2 separate regions of the Mus musculus genome follow, and region 2 is linked to region 1. The links are chromatin contacts, called in public Hi-C maps. All regions are on one chromosome and are shown on one strand. The core of a region is the stretch at or near the end of the contact, and the rest is flanking DNA. Distances in the headings are between cores, read along the strand shown.

The links. Hi-C and Micro-C count contacts between places; a contact is called where the count stands out from the background.
Region 2: a contact with region 1 is called in a Hi-C map of group 2 innate lymphoid cells, with 4 times the contacts expected there. The contact joins two enhancer-like sites. A contact is called at or near these places in 3 of 484 Hi-C or Micro-C datasets (the G1E-ER4 cell line, cortical neurons and group 2 innate lymphoid cells).

Annotation. Positions count from the first base shown.
Region 1 is chr8:81,633,751-81,637,704 of GRCm38.p6, reverse strand. All of the region lies in intron 2 of Inpp4b (inositol polyphosphate-4-phosphatase, type II), which reads right to left. Among named protein-coding and RNA genes, the nearest start is that of Gm51582, 290 kb to the right of the region's middle. Within about 2 kb of position 1,319, at least 33 of the 459 cell types and tissues checked have an H3K27ac peak or open chromatin away from gene starts, as enhancers often do. A contact at or near this core is called in group 2 innate lymphoid cells, where this site is marked.
Region 2 is chr8:82,025,109-82,029,058 of GRCm38.p6, reverse strand. All of the region lies in intron 17 of Inpp4b (inositol polyphosphate-4-phosphatase, type II), which reads right to left. Among named protein-coding and RNA genes, the nearest start is that of Gm25267, 130 kb to the left of the region's middle. Within about 2 kb of position 1,503, at least 35 of the 459 cell types and tissues checked have an H3K27ac peak or open chromatin away from gene starts, as enhancers often do. A contact at or near this core is called in group 2 innate lymphoid cells, where this site is marked.

The DNA.
Region 1 (3,954 bases), core at 70-2,569:
CACTTCTGTGTTTGCCAGGTACCAGCATAGCCTCACAAGAGACAGCTATATCAGAGTCCTTTCAGCAAAATCTTGCTGGCATATTGCAATGGTGTCTGCTTTTGGAGGCTGATTATGGGTCTCTAGCTGCATATGTAGCAGAAGATGGCCTAGTCAGCCATCATTGGGAAGAGAGGTCCCTTGGTCTTGAAAACTTTATATTCCCCAGTACAGGGGAACACCAGGGCCAAGAAATGGGAGTGGGTGGGTAGGGGAGGGTGGTATGGGGGACTTTCAGGATAGCATTTGAAATGCAAATGAATAAAATACCTAATAAAAATGGAATGAAAAAGAGAGAGATAGCTGCTGCCCACTTTGGCTCTAAGGAAAAAGAGTCATGGGACATAGAGAGTCTTGGTAACTCTCCTCTCTATAAAAGTCTATGAAAATTCCCTCAATAAACATGTTTTTTCCAAAGTACATAATATACTAGCTCACCTATAATTTTGAAAATATATTATTTTGCTTCCATAGTTGCTCCTTTATCTAAAAATTTATTGTATCTACTCCAAAACTCAGCCAAAATAATAAATCTTTCTGCCCAACCCTAGGAATGACTCAGTACATAAATAATATTATATGTGGCTTTGGATGTATGAAACTTCATCTTCCTTGATTTTGTTTTTCTATGTAAGGCATAAAATGAAACTTAACATACAATATAATAAATAGTTTGTTTTGAGTAAGAATATTTTTTTCAAAACCAATAATTCTGTCCTTACCTTTCATAAGTTTTAATTTTTGTTGTTTTTCATGAAATTTGGAAGGCTAACTTTATATTACATTTGTGTTCCTATCTGTTGTCAGGCAATCTAAGCTTTGTTGTTGCCACAGACAGCAGACGGGCAAGCATTATTTATCCACTGACTTTGAAATGAGCAATGGCTTGACTTCAAACATTTATTTTATTGGCCAAGTACCTCAGGGTAGGGCCTTTCCTCATTTGTTGTTTGCATATACATTCTCTGGTGATGTTAAGGAAGCAAAAGGTCTAAGTCAAATGTTATTCTTAGAATCAAAACTCATGTTCATAATATGTGTGGCTGGCATTCAATACTTAGTGTCTTACATTACATGACACTGAAACAAAAAAATTTACGTACTTAAAATAATCTATTTACACCTTTGTTAACTGATCTAAATGTTAGCAACCATTATCAGATAGCTAGATATGCAGTTTTATTGAAACCAAGTTACTGCTTATTCTAGCTTCAACTGTCAACTTCACACACACTTGATTTCTCAGAAGGGAAACACAGCTGGGGAATTCCCTAGACCAAATTGGCCTGTAACCATGTGGGTGGGGGATTGTCTTGATTTCTAACTGGCAATGGAGAGCTCAGCCCTCTGTGGGTGTTATAATTTTTTGGACAGGAGGTCCTGAGCTGTATGAGGAAGCCAGCTGAGGATGAGCCTCCATGAGTCAAGAAGCACCTTTCCCCTGGAGTTTCTGCTGTACTCACTTGGATGCGCTTTAGTTACCTAGTCCAGAGAAACACTGCATAAAATAGAAAGTAGGCTTGACTTTGATTTCCTGCCTGGACTTCCAGCAGTGATGGACTATGACCTGACAACATAAATCAAATAGAAGCTTTTACCTACTAAGTTACTTTTGGTCAAAGTGCCTTATCCCAGCTACAGAAATGAGATAGACCCTGTTTTAATGTGCAATTTAAAGTTGTGGTCATTGGCCTTTGCCCAAAATTGAAATGACTCTTTAGAAGCATGAGAATGTTGCTGCTAGTTGAGTTTGATTATGCTTATCAGCAAAAAGTGGAAAGATAATTGAACTGCATTTATAACACACACACACATACACACACAAGCACACAGACAAACATACACACACACACACACACACACACACACGGCCTTGGACATCCACTTTGAGCATATCCAGACTCCCCTCAGCACACTATGTATTTGTTCTGTGATGTGATTTGTTCTGTTCCACTTGTAGTCCCCACATTTTATACAGATTTACTGTAGGGTTGTGCTAAAATGCATGCACTTAACAACTGTGATCAACTTTTAACAAGTAGTGACTACTCACATTGGGTATGTCTCCTGCTCTGTTTCCTCACACACTGATTTTGTCTTGTAACCAGGGACCACTGAACAGTTGCATAGAGGTTGTGTTATAATGTAAGTGACAACATTGCCATGTTGGCTAATATTTTTAAAGTTTTAAAAGAAGTGATCAAGTCAATAACACTTAAATATCAGGACAATGAGTGTAGTCCATAGATTGTGCAGGAAAATGCAAGTAGTAAATTTTGACTAAAATTGGCGAGTTCTGAGTCATCACTGGTTCTGAAGGTGATGGCAATGGGCAGTGGGAGAAATAGGTTCTTATTGCAATGAGAGAGTGGAGTGATAGGGTCCTTAAAGGAAGTCCAGCATACTCACCTTGTACAGAGACTGGAGAACTACATACAAGATGTTGCTCTCATGAACAATGGAAAAAATTACCAGTGGAAAGAAGAGAGAAGCAGGCATGGGGGAGAATGCCTACCAAGCCTTAGCAACTAGCTATTAGCTGAAAATGCAGGAGGAAATTAAAGCAGCTCTCTAATTGAAGAATTGTTTCCAAATAGCTTCAAAATCACTCCAAATAAATACTTCAAATTATTTCATAATTTACCAATAAAATTTGAAGAAAATAGTATAAAACTGAATTGGGTACAAGTTTAAGATGGAACCATTCTTTTAAAAAAATGTATCATTTTTATGACCTTCTATCAACTTTAAACCACACTGGAATATCTTTCTGTATACTTAAACAAAATCTAAACAACACCATTCTCATCTGAAACTGAGGATTTTGCAAAACAGAACTGTTCACTGCACATGACCTTTACACGATAGGAAGCAAATAGCACAGCTTGGTCTTGATTGCTAATCATCCACTCAGCCCTTACATAAGTGGTGTGCTATACTCCTTCTTTGTGATCATTATTTTTTAAACACTGAACATACTCAATACCCACTGCTAAATTGATTAAATCTACATGGCACGAAGGGCAGCCAACAATCTGGAGTGTTTTTAAAAATGGGGATTCATTAAAAATTATTTATTGCAAATTCTATGACAGGAATCAACAAAAAATAATGTTGACATTCTAGCTATGATCTAGAGAATTCATCAGCAGTACATGTACATGAGTATATATTCATATCAAACAAGGTCTTGATTGTAGATATTCACTCCTAGAACTACACTTCGAGCCATAAGCTTTCAAGCAAACACACATTCATTTGCCTGAATGCTCATAACACTAAAAACATTAGTTCCTTAGTGATACTATAAAAAGATGCCTTGTGTATGGTAGTTGAAGAAAATATGACTCATCTTAACTTCTATCTGAATTAACTTGAAGACTCTTGTGTTCTTTAGCATTATATCATTTTGACCAAATAGCTGAGGAAAGCAGTTTCAAGAAGGAAGGGTTTACTTTGGCCTATTGTTTCAGAGAGTTAAAATTTGATGACTCAATTCTGAGTCTCAGTGAGGCAGAACATTCTAGTAAGGAAAAACTGGAGAAAATTTTGTTAACCTCTAAACAGCCACTAATAAGTGGCCAATGGAGGAGAGACCAAGGATCAAGAACAAACACTCCCTTCAAAAGCAAATTCCAGAAATCTATGTATTCAAGCTGAGTCCCATTCTCTAAAATTTCCACTGTCTCCCAAAATAAAGTAAACAGCCGGGAACCAAGAATTCAACACATGAACCTGTCAGATAATTTTGAATCAAACCGGAACAGTTCTCTTATGAAAACTGAGAAATGTCTAAATTTCACAGTGGCAAATAGCCCAGTTGAAACTGTAACATTCCTAAAAGGACTCATATCTTTTTTTTTTGTATTGCAGACAAGGGAGTGAAGGTTATGGGAATAAAAATATTTATCCAGA
Region 2 (3,950 bases), core at 254-2,753, 390 kb before region 1:
TTTCCTTGTTACATTTGCATAGTTCTCAAAGAACATGTATCTACTGCTTAAGCATCTTGAATCACACTCTCCCATGCCAAAGGGGTAGTAGCTTGCTCAGGGGTGTGATGTGCTCTTTCTACTTTGAAAACAAAAAGCTAACTTAAGTGTATAGGTTTTTGTCCTTGAATGAGCTTGTCAATTCAAGCGAAATACAGCTGTTTGCTTTTCTTAAAGGTTTTTGAAAGTGGAAGCTTCACAGGCCACTTATAAATTTCAGAATGAGAGAGTGTGGGATAGAGGAAAGTAGAAGAGAGAGGGACAGAGGTGGAAACAAAAGAGAGAAAGATAGAGACCATTTCTAGTTTTACTAGAATAGGGATAGAAATACAAAGGTACTCTAAACTGAAGAGAAACAGGAGGCATTTCACTCACTAGCAACATTCCAGCATCTCCATTTAATACCACACATTCTATAAAAAAATAGTGATTATATACTTTTGATTATAATTTAAGAAAAATGAGAATTTAGAAGACCGTTATAATTGAAGAGTTGGAAGTGTTTGAGCATGGTAAGATGACTTGAGGAAGACAGTATGCTTTCTATGGAGACACACAAGGCATCAAGGAAGGTAACAGATATGTATCTTTTATAAAGAGAAACTATCAGCTCTGCCAGTAGTTAAAGGAACTGCCCCAGCCAACTGCAATGACTACATGTTTCTTTCCCATGTTAACACCCAGTGCACTCTGCAAATCCCAAGTTCTGACGTGAGCACATTAGGCTATGGAGGGCCAGAGAGAGGCAGAGTTCAGATCGTAAATGGTCTTCCTACTACAATGAACATTTCATGGCGTTCTTACAAGGAGCAAACTATGCTTCCATTTTCTTATTAAAGCTGATGATTGGTTGGGGGAAAAGAGCTCACTCTTCTCACATTGCTGTCATGTCCTTCCATAGTCCCCCATTTGCATGGTGGCTGTTTTGTGCTTCACACAAAACCATCTCTTTTTACATTGTGGTCAAAGTAAAAATCTATGCATGCACTCACATGTACTTTCCTGAGTTTAGTTTTTTTTCCACTTTACACATGTGTATGACCACACATGTATGATCATGTGTATACGTGGGAAAACACATTGGTAAGATGTGCCTAGGAAGCAGAGCACCTGTGCTTGCATCATGGTTTGCCACCACATCAGTACCTCATAGCTCATCACCTTGGCAGTCCCTGAATTGTAGTTCTCTCATGGGCTTCCTTCAGCAGCAGATGAAAAAATGAAGAGAATGTTTTAGTATCTTCATAAAAACTTGCTGAGACTCCTTAACCCTGAGACCAACAAGCAGAATTTTTCCTCAGGAAAACATAAAATGCATGTGGCTTAGCTGAGCTTTTCCTGAGCTCTGATGGAACCTGGAAGCCATCCAGGCAGATCTCTGCTTCCCAGCCTTTTACAGCCTTCTCTAATGTATTCAAGTGAAACTAGCTAAAGGATTCAAAGGATGACTGCTGGGTGCCCTCCCTCCCCTCCACACACCATCTATTTCCTGTACAGGATGTCCGTGTCCTCTGAGCTCAATGGCTCTTATGTTACTCGGGAGAAAAATAAAAGGGCCATGTAGCAACCAACTGTAGCGTGGTGTAATGCTGTCCTGCCAATTGCTGAGCCATTTTCTTCTCAGGTATTTGATTTTTCTCTCCTCATTTAAAATAATTAACTCCACAAAAGCATGTAGACAGTCTTAATTTTGGGATCACAACTTTTCAGATATGGGGGGGGGAAGAAAAGCTAAAAAGATCGAATAGCCACTAAATGCCCTACAAAGAGCTGAGAGATGTCTCAGCTCTGTTCATTTTCTCATGAATTTCTATGAAGAGGAACAGCTGAAGTAGCTCCAAAGGAAGCTGACAAAATGCCCAATGGTTTGAGGTAAACACAAACCAATCTGTATCCAACATGTGTTTTATATTACACACAAATCTCACTTAATACCAAAATGAAAACACCTTCATGGTTGAGTGTTAAGGACAGGAGATGGGGATGGGGATCTATACTCTTAGAATGTCCCTTTCAAAAACCCACATGCTATGACAGCAAAGTTACAGCTCTTTCTGAGCCCCTCTGTGTGAGCATGTGTTGAAAATTCAACTTTTCGGTGTGCACACGTGAACAGTATTCTAGTCATCAATATGAGCATGGAAGGGTAAATTACTGGGGAGCATGCCTCAGCACAAGGTACAGCGAGTTTCTTTGTGTGAGTCAATACATGTGGCCAATGTTAATCATAAGCCTAGACACCGGCCCTCTTGAGGCCTCTAATCTAGACATATCCTAAGGGGAAAATAGAAAAAGCAGGTTAAATCCTGACAGCGATAGGCAATTGAGGAAAAGGAGCGTGTGCTGGGGTCTGGCTGCTTCATAGTTATTTCTGCAGGCTGAGGGTGTTCTCTTCCTGTTCTTGCCTTTATGATTCATTTCCTAACTGTGGTCCAGGAATTGAAAACTCAATTTGCATTTATCTTACCCTAATAAATACTGATTTGGCTTCCTTACATTACCGACTGTATTAGTCAAAATACAATGACCTAGAAAAGAGCAAAGTTCTATCTATGTTGCCTAAAAGCTTTGAAATATCTAGTCCCAGGCTGACTAAATCCATTACTCTATGGTGGGCTTCCTTGTGACAATGACAGAGAGTATGGGTGAAGTACATTGCTCATTCCATAGCTAGACGGCTAAAGAGGGAAATGGAGAGAGTGGTTCTCCAAACACCCTAGGGGCCAAATCCCTAATAACTTAAATACTTCTCATGGGGTCTGATCTCCTGGAGACTCCATCACCTCCCAGGAGTGGTGCACAAAGGATCAAGCCTTTAACAAATAGCAGAGATTCAGATCCAAGCCACAGAGCTACTCCTTTGCTTTCACACAGCCACCATGAGAGATGTGATTTCATGAGGTCACAATGATCCTATCTTGTGTTTTGATGAGTGTAACGATATTTGTACCACACTGCTCCTAACCTAGATGACTCAGATAAGCTGAGATGTAGGCATTTGATGCAATAAATGCTGCTCATTATACTGATCTATTTTCTAGAAATGTCATTACTATGCTGCATGGTGAGGGCATCTGCATGCCAGGACACATTCCTGGAGTCCAGAAAACATCTCTGTGTTGTGCTCCCTCCTGGATGTGAGTTTCAGGGATTGAAACCCAACTGTCTGATTGGCCTGGAATTCACCATACCACTGAGGTGTTTATCTATGCTTGCTAATGTTGAAATTCAATGTAGAAGAATAGATGGGCCTAAGGTTATTAAATCAAATACCTGGAGCCTCTCCAAACTTTCCTGACAGAAGGATAGCCTCTAGCATGAGCTCAATCAGAACAGACAGGTGTCAGACAGACTAAGAGGAAAAAGGCAAAAACCTACTGGAATGAGTGGGCTTCTCTCTGCTTCGCGGCTGCCATTACATGGGCCACTCAGCTTCAGCATGCCTGGGTCATCATCCAGGGCTGCAATTGATAAAACTGTGATCCAAAGTACATTTCTCTTCCTTTAACTTGTTTTACCAGGTATTTTTTTTTCTCCAAAGGAACAAGAAAAGTAACTAAGATAGCAGCGATAATGGATGTTAGCCAATAGGAACCTTGCATGATGTCATCAAAGTAGGAGGAAAGAATAGAGGAAGGTAAAAGTGAGGAGAAAACAAGACAGGCCATATTATAAATGACAGGAGGCACAAGTTAAGGAAAAGTCTAGAAATAATAACTATCAGAGCAAATGGAGGCTGTGGCTGTGAGGAAGCCTCTGGAAGCTGTGGCTGGGAGGGAGGCTCTGGAAGCCATGGCTGGGAGAAGCCTATGAATGAATGTCCTTCTCCTGTTTTCCCCACATGGCAGTATTCAAGCAAAGGACAAAACAACATCTTAAAATATAACCACTCTACTGTCCTCTGGGGTGAG